4 separate regions of the Mus musculus genome follow, and all the other regions are linked to region 1. A link is a contact called in public HiChIP or PLAC-seq, Micro-C and promoter capture Hi-C data. All regions are on one chromosome and are shown on one strand. The core of a region is the stretch at or near the end of the contact, and the rest is flanking DNA. Distances in the headings are between cores, read along the strand shown. Region 1 holds the start of Mindy2 (MINDY lysine 48 deubiquitinase 2). Region 2 overlaps Aqp9 (aquaporin 9). Region 3 has its middle 19 kb from the start of Gm32074. Region 4 overlaps Myo1e (myosin IE).

Region 1 (2,983 bases), core at 259-2,758:
CAGTGGGACAAACAGCCTTTTCCAGAAAACACGCAGATAAAATCATTAAAACTTACTCCATAATATAAGATTGATAGTAACTGAAGATCAATCACTGTTTCCAATTTTCACTGTTTTGCATATGTAATAATGTCAGTAAGGAATAATATAGGCAAATATAGCTAAAAATACTCAGAAGATGTAAGTGCAGGGTGCTCTGGATTCTGCTTGTTTATAGGTAAACCATCAGTTACAACCTTTAACCGAATGTTGAATTTTTAATACAAAAAAGACCTTAAGTTGGGGGCAATTCTTCCTGACATGTTGCCACATGAATAATCTTTCAATAAAGAAATCCTGGAATTAATTTCATGTAATAAGAGACTGTTAGATATAGGGGTGCATGTCTGTAAACCTAGCACTCTAGAGGCTGTAGCATTAAGATCTTAAACTGTTCGAGGACAGTTTAAGCTACACAGACAAACCTTGTCTCAAAAAAAAAAAAAAAAAAAAAGGAGGAGTCTGATGAATGGAAGGAAGCCATCAGCTGACAAACAGCAGTTTCCTCACCCCATTTTGCCCCTCCCCACCCCACAAGCTGTAGGAAGTAGAAAGCTGCAGAGTGTACCTTCCAGGCGAGAAGCAAAACATTGAGGATGGCCAGCAAAGGGCAGGGTCCATTCTCATTCTGGGTGATGATGGGCGTGTTCTCCTCTTTCCACTGGATCCATTTGATGTGATACACCGACTGTCCGGGAAAGCGTTCTTTGGAGGCCGCTAGCACCTGAGCCGGGTCCTCCTCCTCCTCTTTGCATAGAGGTGCAGCCCTGGGCGGCCCCGCCGCGCCCTCCTCCACGTCCTCGGGGACCCTGGTCTCTGCTCCCTCCTCACTATTGAACTCAGAGCTACTGGGGAAAGAATGCAGGTTGGAGAAAGACTCCAGGGAGTCCAAGCTGGGCGAGTCCCCAGGGGGGCTCGGCTCGCTGCAGCTGCTGCTCGGGGCGCCGGTGCTGCTGGGCTCTTCCGCCGCCTGCTCCACCCTGCAGGTGCCCGTGTCGCCCACTGGCCCCGACCCTCGGCCCGCCGCGGCCTCGGCCAGCTCCGGGGAGGCGGTCACCTTGTGCTGCCCTCTTGAAGGCACCTCCGAGGCGGCAGGGCTCGACGACGCGCCGTCCTTCAAGTCCGAGCCCGCGCCGCATCCGAGCTGCGAGGGGGACGTCGGGTCCCCGAGGCTGCTCCGCGCTGCCGCCGCCGCCGCCCCCTGCCCGCCGCTGTCCACCGCGCGTCCAGCGGGACCATCCTCAGCCTCGCGCCCGCCGCGCCGTCGCCCTTCCGGCGGCGACACTCGCCCGGCCGCCACCCCTAGTTCCAGAGGCTGTGGGCTGTCAGGGCTGTTCTCCATCCCCGGCCGCCCGCCCCTGGTCCTATAGACACCGCGGCCGGCTCTCCTCAGCAAGCGCCTCCGACGCCATGACAGCCGCTCTGTAGCAGCTCCAGCGCCCTAGCGCGGCCTCGGCCAGGCACGTCACCGTAGAGGGCGGCGGGAGCGCGCGCGCGTGCCCCCGCCCGCCCGCTCGGAGCGTGCCTCCGCGTGACTGCGCTCGTTGAAGCGCCCGGACCCACTCGGGGAGCGCTTCTCCCCCGAGGCCACGCCCCTCCCGCGCGTTCAGGCTAGGGAAGGCAGAGCGAGGCCAGGGGCGTGGCTGAGGGCGTGGTCAGGGGCGCGGCTCGGAGAGCCGCAGCGCCACTAGGAAAATAATCTTGTGTGTGCTGCCGGAAGTTGAACTCCGGGGCATCCCCGCTGCGCGCGGTTACTTTAAAGGCAGTGGCTGAGGCTTGTAGGGAGTGTGGTCTACTTTGGGCTTGAGCCTGGTGGACCCCGAAAGTGGTAGTAGCATTGGAAGACAGCCATTCCCTGAAGGCCTCGGGAGAGCTGGCTTTTTCTTTTCTTTTTTTTTTTTTTTAGCTTTTAATGTTGAGAATTGGAAGCATTTCTTAGGAAATGCAAATTTGAAAGGCGAGTTCTGTTGGAGGCTTTTGGAAGACTGCGCAGTACAGGGACAACTCTCCCTGGGTTTTGGCTGAGAATCGCTGCGCTCCCAACCAGCTACTGGTTTGCCTTGCCGGAGGTTCAATGAGGTTGTGGATATTGGCCTACGCCCCAGGCGAGAGGGTAAATTTGGTCCAATAATAATAAATCAGTTTGCGTTTGAAGCAAGCCAAGTCTTTGCGGTTCTGTTCACTTGGCTTCTCTTTGCACAGAGTGGGAAGCTTCTGCTTCCCGAAAAAATGACTTTTAAAATTAGAATTGACTTCTCATCAGGGCTTGACATCTGCATAGAGGATGGACAGAGTTGCCTGCAACTTTTTTTTTCTATTTATTTACTTACTTATTTATTGGCAAGAGTGGATATAGATCATCTAACCTGCTCTGGAAAAGTGGGGTGTTTTTTTTTTTTTTTTTTTGGTTTTTTTGTTTTTTGGTTTTTTGTTTTTTTTGTTTTTTTTTTTTTTCCTGGACCCTTCCCTCTTCAAAGTTGTCTGAGAATATAAAAATGAACAAGACAGGTGGGTCTTCCTTTAGTATCAGGTATACAAATATATGGTGCATCATGGATTGTTACACTTCTGTCCTGCTACTGGTTAGAAAAGTAGACAAATTAATGCATTATTTTGCTCATTCATGTGTTAGCACCAAGCATGTTACTGAATACTGTGTTTCACACTAAAAATATCACTATTATCTTCTCAGAAATGATGATCTCTTTCTCGGCACTCTCTTCGACTTCTCCCTCTTTCTTCCCACCTCCAACTCTCTCCTCCCTTCCTTTCTTTTCTTCCCCCCCCTTTCCTTTTTTTTTTTTTTTTTTTTTTTTTTTTTTTTTTTTTAGGGCTGGGGCTCAATTCATGTATGACAAACACTCTACAGAGCCCTCTACTACTTTGCTTATCTTATTTCACTTTTGTTTTTTGAGACAGAGTCTCAATTTGTAGCCCTGGCTGG
Region 2 (2,983 bases), core at 275-2,774, 480 kb after region 1:
GCTCCGTTCCATAGCCTAACAGCTGATTTTCCCACTTAGGATCCCTATCATCATGACTGTCCAAACTAATGTCACATTTGTGCCTTCATGTTGTCTTTGTAATCTAAGGCCAAGCAAATGCAGAATATAACTTCTGAACTGAGTGAATAGCATCAGTATTGCCCTCAGGAAGTAGGGTTGGATATTACTGTCATCTGAGATGAGCTACTCCAGACAACAAGGCAGAAGCAGCTGGAGCCCTTCAAACAAGAGTCTTCCCCTGGTCACGATTCTGCTGCACAGCCCCTAGTGTAGGTCCAGTGGAAACCGGAAAGCTTGAACTGGCTTGAGTGTGTCCAGAGAGGCCTCTGACCTGTTTGATTTCACTCTGGGAAGTATTCTCTATTTCTGTCCTAGGTGTTGAAATTGTCTTGGGAGCAGCAGCAAGGGGCATTGTAAATCACACTATAGGCTGAGGGAGAGGGGTGGAAGGAAAGGTGATCCTTATCCCTGTGCCCCCAAACCCTCTTTCATCTTTTACTTATATACTGAACTTATATTGACTTATACTCTCTCATCAGCTTAACCCTCTCAACTGTCTTCCTACAACTAACAACCTCTGCTGGACTCAGGTCCATTAGTAGAAGACCACGTGAGCACTGAGTTCCACTTCTGCAGAGATGCCTCAAACTTAAGATTATATTTGTGTTGTGGATGAAGCCTAGATTCAGGCAGGTTTGGCAGGACATTTCATTTCTACTCCACTGAAATTGTCTGGAGGCTTCTGCATTCGTATGTCTGCCTTGTGGGTGGTACTGGTTGCTCATGGAGGTTTTAACTAGAGTGCAGAGCAGAGTGCCTACAAGTGGCTACTGCATGGTGGCTTGGCTTGTTCATCGCATTCTGGTTGGGTTTAAGAGGTGAGCATCGTACAGTCTCAGGGTTTATGTTCTTAATTCCTATACCATGTCCCTGGTAGTCTGTCCCATTTTGATAATTCTGAACTTTATAGCAGACAGAAGGAATCTATTGTAAGTATTTTTATTTTCTTCCTACACTATACATACATACACAGAGAAAGAAAACATATACATGTTAAGTGTGTTGGTCTCTGTATCTAATATTAGTTTCTAATATATTCATGTCAAGTCATCAGATGGTTCCTTTTTCTGTTGGGTGTGAAAGCCCCTTTCATGGTTGTATAAATGAACACATTGCTTCTCAATCTCAGCTTGCCCTTCCACTAAGCAATGACAATCATTCCTCAGCTTGCTTCCCGAGGGTTTTCAATAAAGGTTCAAATGAGATAACACTAATAAAAGCACTATTTAAACAGCAAACACTGATCATAAGTGCAAACGCAGGGACTGTTTTCAATGTAAATGCAAAAGGGAAGCTAAGAGCCAGTTTGAGTTCACGGATTCAAATAATTGAGTCCATGAACTTTAGCCACTTCCTGGCAATAACAAGCAGGGGAAGGTCCACTTCTGACAGGCGGTGGAGATAGTTGTTGTGTCACTGCTAACCATAGAATCAAATGTGGGTGAGGGGAAGTCGCAAGGCTTCAAGAGGTTTTGCTTGTTTTCGTTGACTTTCCAAAGACCAATCGTTCTATGTTTGTGTGCGTGCTACTGCTCTGGGCAGGACTGTGACGATAACAGAGTAAGTCCTGGTTTCATTAGCAGATCTTCATGCCTTTGAGGGGAAGAGAACGTCTCAATGGAAAAGAGAGGAAAACATTCAAAAGGGCAGACTGGTGGTTAACTGGAATGTGAGTTATGCCCCCTCTATTACTAGCCACTAAGCCAGACATTCTGGAGCTATCTTGCCTCTCTTCTTCCCTCCTTGAACACTCATAGTGATGTTCTTATACTTCCCTTCTGTCTACAGCCTCTGGCCAGAGTCCCCACCACCCTCTAGCCATCTAGTAGTGGAGCTAGATGCCATGGCTACAGCTGTATACAAAAGTCTCTCTGCGGCCTGAGAACATCGCTGCACATCCAGGCTTTCCATTGCCTTGTCCCATGGAGCCCGGCCCTCCTTCTGCCCAAAACAGATTCATAGAGTTGCATGCCAGCCTCTTTGAGCCCTTGGAACTGATAGCTGCCACTCCAAACTCTGCATGCCTGCTCACAGTATGCCTTTCTTCTCACTTGCTTCTCCAAAACCCATCTGTTCTCAATTGTGGGAAGCCACATATGCCGTTGCAGAGTGGCACTGACTACTGCTGGCCACCACGCATAAGTTTGGACAAACAACCAATGTGTACATATGCAGTAAAGTTTTTTGCAAAGACACTGCCTGGCCTGGGCATGAGGCTTTGAGAGTATAACCAATCAGATGTGAGACATGCAAATGAGGTATGATAATGAGGCTCTGTGAGGTACAGAGAGAGAGAGAGTAGCCAATCAAATGAGGAACATGCAAATGAGGCGTAGTGCATAACCAATCCGGGTGTGAGACACGCCTCTCCTAGGCCTATATAAGCAGCACCAGTTCTGGGCTCCAGGTCTCTTCGCCTCTGCAATCAAGCTCTCCCAATAAACGTGTGCAGAAGGATCCTGTTGCAGCGTTGTTACTGCTGGCCAGTCCGGCGCGCGCAAGACTCAACTACGAACTAAAACACTGCCAGGTTCGAGCACCCACTGCCCCTCACTGAGCTCCACTGCCCTTTTCAAATACTTCCAAATGCTGCAGTTCTGACACATCTCATTATGTTGAAATAGCCCATCAAGTCCAGTAGTTCTCCACGGACTAAGGCTGATCTTCAGTAACAACATAAATAATAGAAAGCCCACATACACATGAAAGCTGAACAACACTGTATTCAATGACAACTTGGTCAAGGAAGAAATAAAGAAAGAAATTAAGGACTTTTTAGAGTTTAATGAAAATCAAGCCACAACATACCCAAACTTATGGAACACAATGAAAGCAGTCCTAAGAGGAAAACTTATAGCTCTAAGTGCCTCCAAAAAGAAACTAGACAGAACATACACTAGCA
Region 3 (2,983 bases), core at 288-2,787, 340 kb after region 1:
ATGGCTACGTCTGCTTTAGGCTATCTCTGTGTCATGAGCCAAGACAAAGCTATGATCTTGAAAAGACAAAACACTTACCTAGACTGCAGCTGAAGGGTGAGGCTGACTAAAGTCTGGCACCTTCTCGTTTGCTGGATTTGTGCAGCTACAAAGGGCAGAAAGGCTGCTTGCTTTTCCCAGTATCCCAGCTCAGGGCAGAAACACTTCAGGAAGCTACAGAGGGGATTTCTGGGCTGGGTGAGGGAGTCCAATCTAGATAATTGTGTTATCACTGATCCCATGTCTTTAAATTTGTCCTGAGGTAATATACCTTTTACTGGGAAGAGAGAAAGAGAGAGATACGGGGGCACTATTTAATAGCCATATGGAATGCCAGAAAGCCTTACAAGGGTGACTTGCTCTTGTCTAAACCAGGACACAGCAGGCAGATCATCTTTAGCTTGTGCACAGACCCAGACACCAGTTCTTTACCAAACTCCATGTATCTCCACATCCCACCAGCAGACCAGAAGAGACTGCCTACCAAACACACAGGCCATCTGTAGCAGGGCTGGGAGAACTGGGATGGTTAATCTTACTTGTCAATTATATGAACAGACCTCTGGGCATGTCTGTAAGAGATATTCAGATAGATTTAAATGCTATAGGAAGATGACCCCCCTCCTCCAACTACCATGGGTGTTGTTCCATGGCCTGGACTCTTAGACTGAATAGAAATGAGAGAGTGAGCTGAGCACATCTGCTTCAAGCCATTCAAGCTCCTGCTGCCTGTCTGTCTCCACCATGATGGGACTATACCCTCAAACTGTGAGCCACAATAAACCCATCCTCCCTGACTTCACCATTGCCATAGCAACAGGAAATGTAACTAGCACAAAGAGGAAAGCTGAAATCTCAGCTGAGCCATCCCTACTGAAAGGTTATTATCCGTTCTTGTTTCCTTTACAGAGGAGAGAGGAGGTCCGGTTAGCTTAATTCTCAGGATACTGTGGTGAGTAGACAGGACACAAGGGAGATGGAGATCCGGATCTAGCCCTTGCTCACTGTGTGACTTTAGTCAAGTCACTTGGCCTTGCTGAGCCTCAAATTCTTTTCTATAAAATAAGATTGGGACCAATTATCTCTAAGGATTTAGGCTCTCAGTACCAAGGCTTTTTAGGATCAGGGAGAATGGAAGAGGGCTGTGCTCCCTCCTTTCCAGACAGCTTTGTAATGGGACTAAGCATTTGGCCCTGAGTTTGAGAAACAAGCCTAGATCGGCTTGGTTGTGACAGACCCGTGGGCTTCCTGTTCTGTCTGTCACAGGGTTTCAGATTGTCACTCACATCTCCTCTCCAGGAATGTAGGTGCCATGTGGTCGAAGGACAAAGTCCTGGTGATAGGAGGAACAGTGACTGTTGTCACTGGATTCTCAGCATCCAGTTTCCCTACACTTCTGGCTGGTGAGTCAGGCTGGTGGCCCTGATGCCTGGCAGTGGGCCCCGCCCAACTTGGTGAGTGTGTCAACACCAGGATGGGGTAAATCATAAGAAGTCCATTTTTAGCTAAGAGTGAAAAATGAAGTCACTGGTATAGCAACAGAAGATGCCAGCTGGGGACACAGATGGGAGGCGACGATGTGTGGAAGGGTGGGGCAGTTATCCTCGTGAGCCAATCCCCAGGAGGCTCGGGCTGCTGGAGTTGAAGTAATTCTGGCAGTGTGATGGGAAAGGGACCCCGAAAGAGGTCTTATGGGAGGAACCACAACAGGCCTGTCCTTTTCTAAATCACAGACCCCAGCGGAGGCTCTAAGCATCTGCGTGCTCCAGGGAAATGGGAAGGGGGATGCTGGAGTCTCAAATACATGGACTTTGCCATCTTCTGCTCTATTTTATTTTAGGAGCAGAGCAAACAGAGTGGGGAGGATTTAACCGCCTGTCTCCTCTCTCTTCTTCTCCCACTCTGGGCTGGACCAACATGTCTCTGAGGCCTTTACATTTCCACCATCCTGTAGTTCCTTGCTAGTTTCAAAAATAACACATTCTGGGGGAACAGAGCATGTGAGAAAATTGCTGATATTTTAAAGATGAAGTAGCACCATTTCAGTATAAAAGGGGGAGATCACACCTCTATTCCGTGGCTTTTAGCTGGATGTTGATCCTGACACCATCTTTAACCCCACACCTGTTTCCTCATTTGTGAAATGAGTGAGGTAGTGTTGCCTAGCTCAGGGGCTCTGGAGGGTTTAACTGGATCGTGAGGGTCGGGGCTTGCTCAGCACTGCTGGCCAAGTAAACCCAGCACATCTAGGAGGAATCAGAAGCTGATGGGCCGTAGCTCTCTCAAGGAGACAGTGGGAGCTGGGTGGCTACCCATCCATTCTCCCTTTCTCTGCTTTCCTGGGTGTACTGGGAGGCTCCCCTAGATATCTCAGGGTGAGCTCTGGGGTAGAGCTCCAAGAAGGGAATCCCCCTTGGGGTTTGGCTGGCTTTAGCTGCTTCCTTCTCTGACTCCATGTGTGGCCATGTGCATACAAGCGCACATGTATGTGCGTGCATGGTAGGTGGTGTTTACTCGGGATACTGTCTACCATTTTTTTTTTGAGACATGGTCTCTTACAAGCCTAAAGCTCACCAAATAGGACAGGGTGGGTGGCTGGCCAGTAAGTTCCCATGGATCTGCCTGGCTCTACCTCTTGAGCACTGGAATTACAAATGTGCTTCGCCATGCCTAGCTTAAAAAAAAATGTCAGTTCTGAGGGTGGGTCAGATGCTTGTACTTGAAAGGCAAGCACTTAACCAACTGAGCCATCTCCCCAACTCGAAGCTGTCCTTTTCTTCTTCTGACCCTGCGTGTGTGCTATACCAAGAGGGGGGACAACTTCAGAAAGCACACCAGGACCCAGAGTGGGAAGCACAGCTGCTCATTCATTCATTCATTCATTCATTCATCCAGCAAAGACCTTGTGCCGGTCTGTGCTTTTCTCTGCACTCATGGCTCCATT
Region 4 (2,983 bases), core at 316-2,815, 260 kb before region 1:
TGTTTGATAGTGTGTAGTTTTATAGCTACATACTAACATATGTGTCTGCAGAGATACGGCAGGTCCACAGATAAAGTAACTTGGACTGTTGACATATCAGCAGGGTTGCAACTTTATTATGAAACTGACATTCTCGGTGTTGTCTCCATTGTCCCAGTGAAGGCTCTGTCTTTATAACACAGTTCTCAATCCTCGAGTGTGTGTGTGTGTGTGTGTGTGTGTGTGTGTGTGTGTGTTGCTGGGGGTGGGGGGTGGGGTGGATATTAGAAATACAAACAACACAAAATAGCAGAGGGGCCAAAATTACCCAAAATTGCACAGACAGTTCAAAACAAATGGAGGGACAGCCTGCTGGTTTTTTTTTTTATTTGATATCTGGATCCAGATGTATTATGTCCATCTCAGTCTGGCCTTGAGCTCACGGAGATGAGATTGTCCTGCCTCAGCCTCCCCAAGTGCTAGAATTACAGGTGTATGCTGTCGAGCCCGGCTCAGAAAAGCATTTTCCAATTTTCATTTTTATCTTTTCATGTGTAAAGATATTTTGCCTGGAGGTGTGTCTGTGCATCGTGTATGTGCCTAGTGTTCTCAAAAGCCAGAAAAAAAGCAGAACTAGCATTACAGTTGTGAGTCACTATGTGGGTGCTGGGAACCAAATCAGGGTTCTCTGCAGGAACAGCGAGTGCTCTTAACTGCTGAGTCATCTCTCCAGCCTAGGAAAGCATTTTCCATGAGGGTGAATTCAGGAAGGGTCTGGTCTCCTGAGCAGCAGGGAGTAATAAAACTAAACAAAAATGCCTAAATTGCAACAGTTGCCAGTTCCTGGGGTTAAATGGCTTCCTTTTTTGTCAACTTGACACAAGCTAGGGTTATCTGGGAAGACAGACCTCAACTGAGAAATTGCTGCTATCAGATTTTCCTTGGAGGCAAGCCTGTGGAGCATTTCCTTACGGACTGATGTCGGCAGGCAGTATACTCCTAGGTGGGTGGGTCCTGAATTGTATGAGAAAGCCAAGTGAGCGAGCTGGTAAGCAGTATTCTTCCATGGTCTTCGCTTGGGTCTTGCCTTGAGTTCCTGCCCTGACTTCCCTTTGTAATAAAGCACAGCCAGAGCAACTTGCTTCTGTCAGTGTTTCATGGCAGCAACGGGCAGCAAACTAGGATACATAGTAAATATACACACCATAGCCAGGTCAGGCTGAGCCACCAGCATGGCTACTCAGAAAGTGTGTGGGACTGGGGAGGGGGACAGAAGGGGACGGGGTGGGGGATGGGATGGGATGAAGCTTGCTTATTTCGTTTGCTAATTTAATTGTAAGTTGGTAAGATTTGGCTTTTAATGACTGTTTCACAAGTCGTTGACACAGTTCCTGAAAGTCTCTGCCATCCGCTCTGCTGAGGACGGAGCCAGCTCTGCTCAGTGGCCCTTCTGCACTGAGTTGGCAGTCACTCTGGCTGGGAGTGGTACCTAAACGACCTCATTAATCAATTTCTGGCAGTGTGTTGAAAGCCATTAGTTCTCCATATTTATTACACAGGATCGCCACCTAGTGACACTAGAGATCGGCTGGGTTCTGGAGGCTTGGGGGCTCTTTCTAGCCTAGCCTGGGTAATGGCAGTTGTGTTGTGACTGGCTGTGCTCTGTGATGCTTCCAGGTCCCTAGACTGCTAAACCCAGGCGTCAGTCAGCTCTTCATCTGCATAGATTCCTTACTGCACACTGAATTCAAGTATAGACCCTGTCTTAAAACCGTAATGAACAATAAAAGAGAGGCAGGTGTTTGAGCAGTTCCCCTGCTTCTTGGGACACGTTCAGCAGCTCCCAGCATACAAGGCCTGGGCCTTTCCAAGGTTCAACTATGCATTGTATAACCCTTGCCCTACCAACTGATTCAAGAGAAGCTTTATGGAGATAGAATCAATCCATTTGAAATGCCCAGTATTATAATTTTAGTGTATTGACAAAGTTGTGCACAATGGCCATAATCTAATTTTAGAATTCTTCCCTCCTCATAAAACCTTCCGACACACAAGGCATAACTTTAATCCCAGCCCTCTGGAGGCAAGTGGATCGAGGCTAGCCTTGTCTACAGAATGAGTTTCAGGGCAGCCAGGGATACATACACACATGAAAAAAAGAAAGAAAGAAAGAAAGAAAGAAAGGAAGAAAGAAAGAAAGAAAGAAAGAAAGAAAGAAAGAAAGAGAAAGAGAGAGAGAAAGAGGAAAAAAAGAAACTTTCCCCTCAACACTGTCCCACCTCACTAACAATCTACGTATCTATGTTGGCTGGTTATAGACATTTTATTTATAAAAACTCATTTATTATTAAGTATTATACTCATGTTATTAATGTGATCATTTTCTTAATTTCATTTTCTTTTTAGTTACACTTACTTATCAGTGTAGTGCATGGAGGGACCACAGCACATGTGTGGCAGTTAGAGAACACCTTTAGGGAATCCGTTCTCTCTTTTTACCATGTGGTGTGGGTCCTGAAGACTAAACTCAGGGCATTAGGCCTCGTGGCAAAGCACCTTCCCCCGCTGAGTCATCTCGCTCACCTCAGTCTCAGCTTTGAGTTTATCTTTGCTAATACTTGGACATAGAACCGATGGTGTGTGACTTTGATGTTGTTTGTTTGTTTGTTTGAAGTTGGTTATTTGAGACAATGTCTCATATAGCCCAGGCTGGCCGAGCCTTAAACTCACTATGTAGCCAAAGATGACCTTGAACTTCTGATCTTCCTGCCTCTACCTCCCCAGTGTTTTATTATGGATGATGGCCATGCACCACTTGGTTTATGCAGTGCTGGGACTTGAGCCCCAGATTTTATACATGCCAGGCATGTGCTCAGTCTACTGAGCCATACTATACCTCGAGCTCCCTAGGTACTGATGATCTTCTATCATCTTGTTGAGCTCCGTTGTGAGCAGCTTTCTAGTGTGTTCCTTGCGTGTGTCCAGGCATGGCTGTTGTCTCATC

What was found. Promoter capture Hi-C pulls out the DNA fragments that hold promoters and counts their contacts. A called contact is a pair of places that touch in the nucleus more often than the background predicts. HiChIP or PLAC-seq counts read pairs in DNA pulled down with a chosen protein or histone mark.
Region 2: a contact with region 1 is called in a promoter capture Hi-C map of the HPC-7 cell line. The contact joins the enhancer-like site here to the promoter of Mindy2 in region 1. A contact is called at or near these places in 16 of 39 promoter capture datasets (the 3T3-L1 cell line, 3T3-L1-derived adipocytes, the C10 cell line and 9 more), 3 of 15 datasets of contacts at CTCF or cohesin (large pre-B cells, pro-B cells and stem cell-derived epiblast-like cells), 9 of 484 Hi-C or Micro-C datasets (the G1E-ER4 cell line, the N1E-115 cell line, bone marrow-derived macrophages and 4 more), 6 of 115 datasets of contacts at active chromatin or transcription factors (bone marrow-derived macrophages, embryonic stem cells, fetal liver and 2 more) and 4 of 9 other capture datasets (adipose tissue, embryonic stem cells, liver and 1 more).
Region 3: a contact with region 1 is called in an H3K4me3 HiChIP or PLAC-seq map of forebrain, with 2.9 times the contacts expected there. The contact joins the enhancer-like site here to the promoter of Mindy2 in region 1. A contact is called at or near these places in 17 of 39 promoter capture datasets (the 3T3-L1 cell line, 3T3-L1-derived adipocytes, the C10 cell line and 9 more), 1 of 15 datasets of contacts at CTCF or cohesin (large pre-B cells), 6 of 115 datasets of contacts at active chromatin or transcription factors (bone marrow-derived macrophages, embryonic forebrain, embryonic stem cells and 2 more) and 3 of 9 other capture datasets (adipose tissue, embryonic stem cells and pancreatic islet).
Region 4: a contact with region 1 is called in a Micro-C map of embryonic stem cells, with 2.2 times the contacts expected there. The contact joins the enhancer-like site here to the promoter of Mindy2 in region 1. A contact is called at or near these places in 3 of 39 promoter capture datasets (embryonic stem cells, hippocampal neurons and stem cell-derived epiblast-like cells), 3 of 484 Hi-C or Micro-C datasets (the CH12 cell line, the HL-1 cell line and embryonic stem cells) and 1 of 9 other capture datasets (adipose tissue).

Annotation. Positions count from the first base shown.
Region 1 is chr9:70,655,666-70,658,648 of GRCm38.p6, forward strand. Mindy2 (MINDY lysine 48 deubiquitinase 2) reads right to left here and starts at 1,509. Exons shown (of 9, transcript NM_172772.2): 1 at 608-1,509. The coding sequence starts at 1,381. It overlaps Gm31872 (a long non-coding RNA gene), which reads left to right and starts at 2,006. Exons shown (of 3, transcript XR_379591.4): 1 at 2,006-2,547.
Region 2 is chr9:71,138,862-71,141,844 of GRCm38.p6, forward strand. All of the region lies in intron 1 of Aqp9 (aquaporin 9), which reads right to left. Among named protein-coding and RNA genes, the nearest start is that of Gm32714, 10 kb to the right of the region's middle. Within about 2 kb of position 1,525, at least 7 of the 459 cell types and tissues checked have an H3K27ac peak or open chromatin away from gene starts, as enhancers often do. A contact at or near this core is called in the HPC-7 cell line and liver, where this site is marked.
Region 3 is chr9:70,997,409-71,000,391 of GRCm38.p6, forward strand. No RefSeq gene overlaps it. Among named protein-coding and RNA genes, the nearest start is that of Gm32074, 19 kb to the left of the region's middle. Within about 2 kb of position 1,538, at least 36 of the 459 cell types and tissues checked have an H3K27ac peak or open chromatin away from gene starts, as enhancers often do. A contact at or near this core is called in forebrain, hippocampal neurons and trophoblast stem cells, where this site is marked.
Region 4 is chr9:70,391,201-70,394,183 of GRCm38.p6, forward strand. All of the region lies in intron 26 of Myo1e (myosin IE), which reads left to right. Among named protein-coding and RNA genes, the nearest start is that of Mir5626, 13 kb to the right of the region's middle. Within about 2 kb of position 1,566, at least 28 of the 459 cell types and tissues checked have an H3K27ac peak or open chromatin away from gene starts, as enhancers often do. A contact at or near this core is called in adipose tissue and embryonic stem cells, where this site is marked.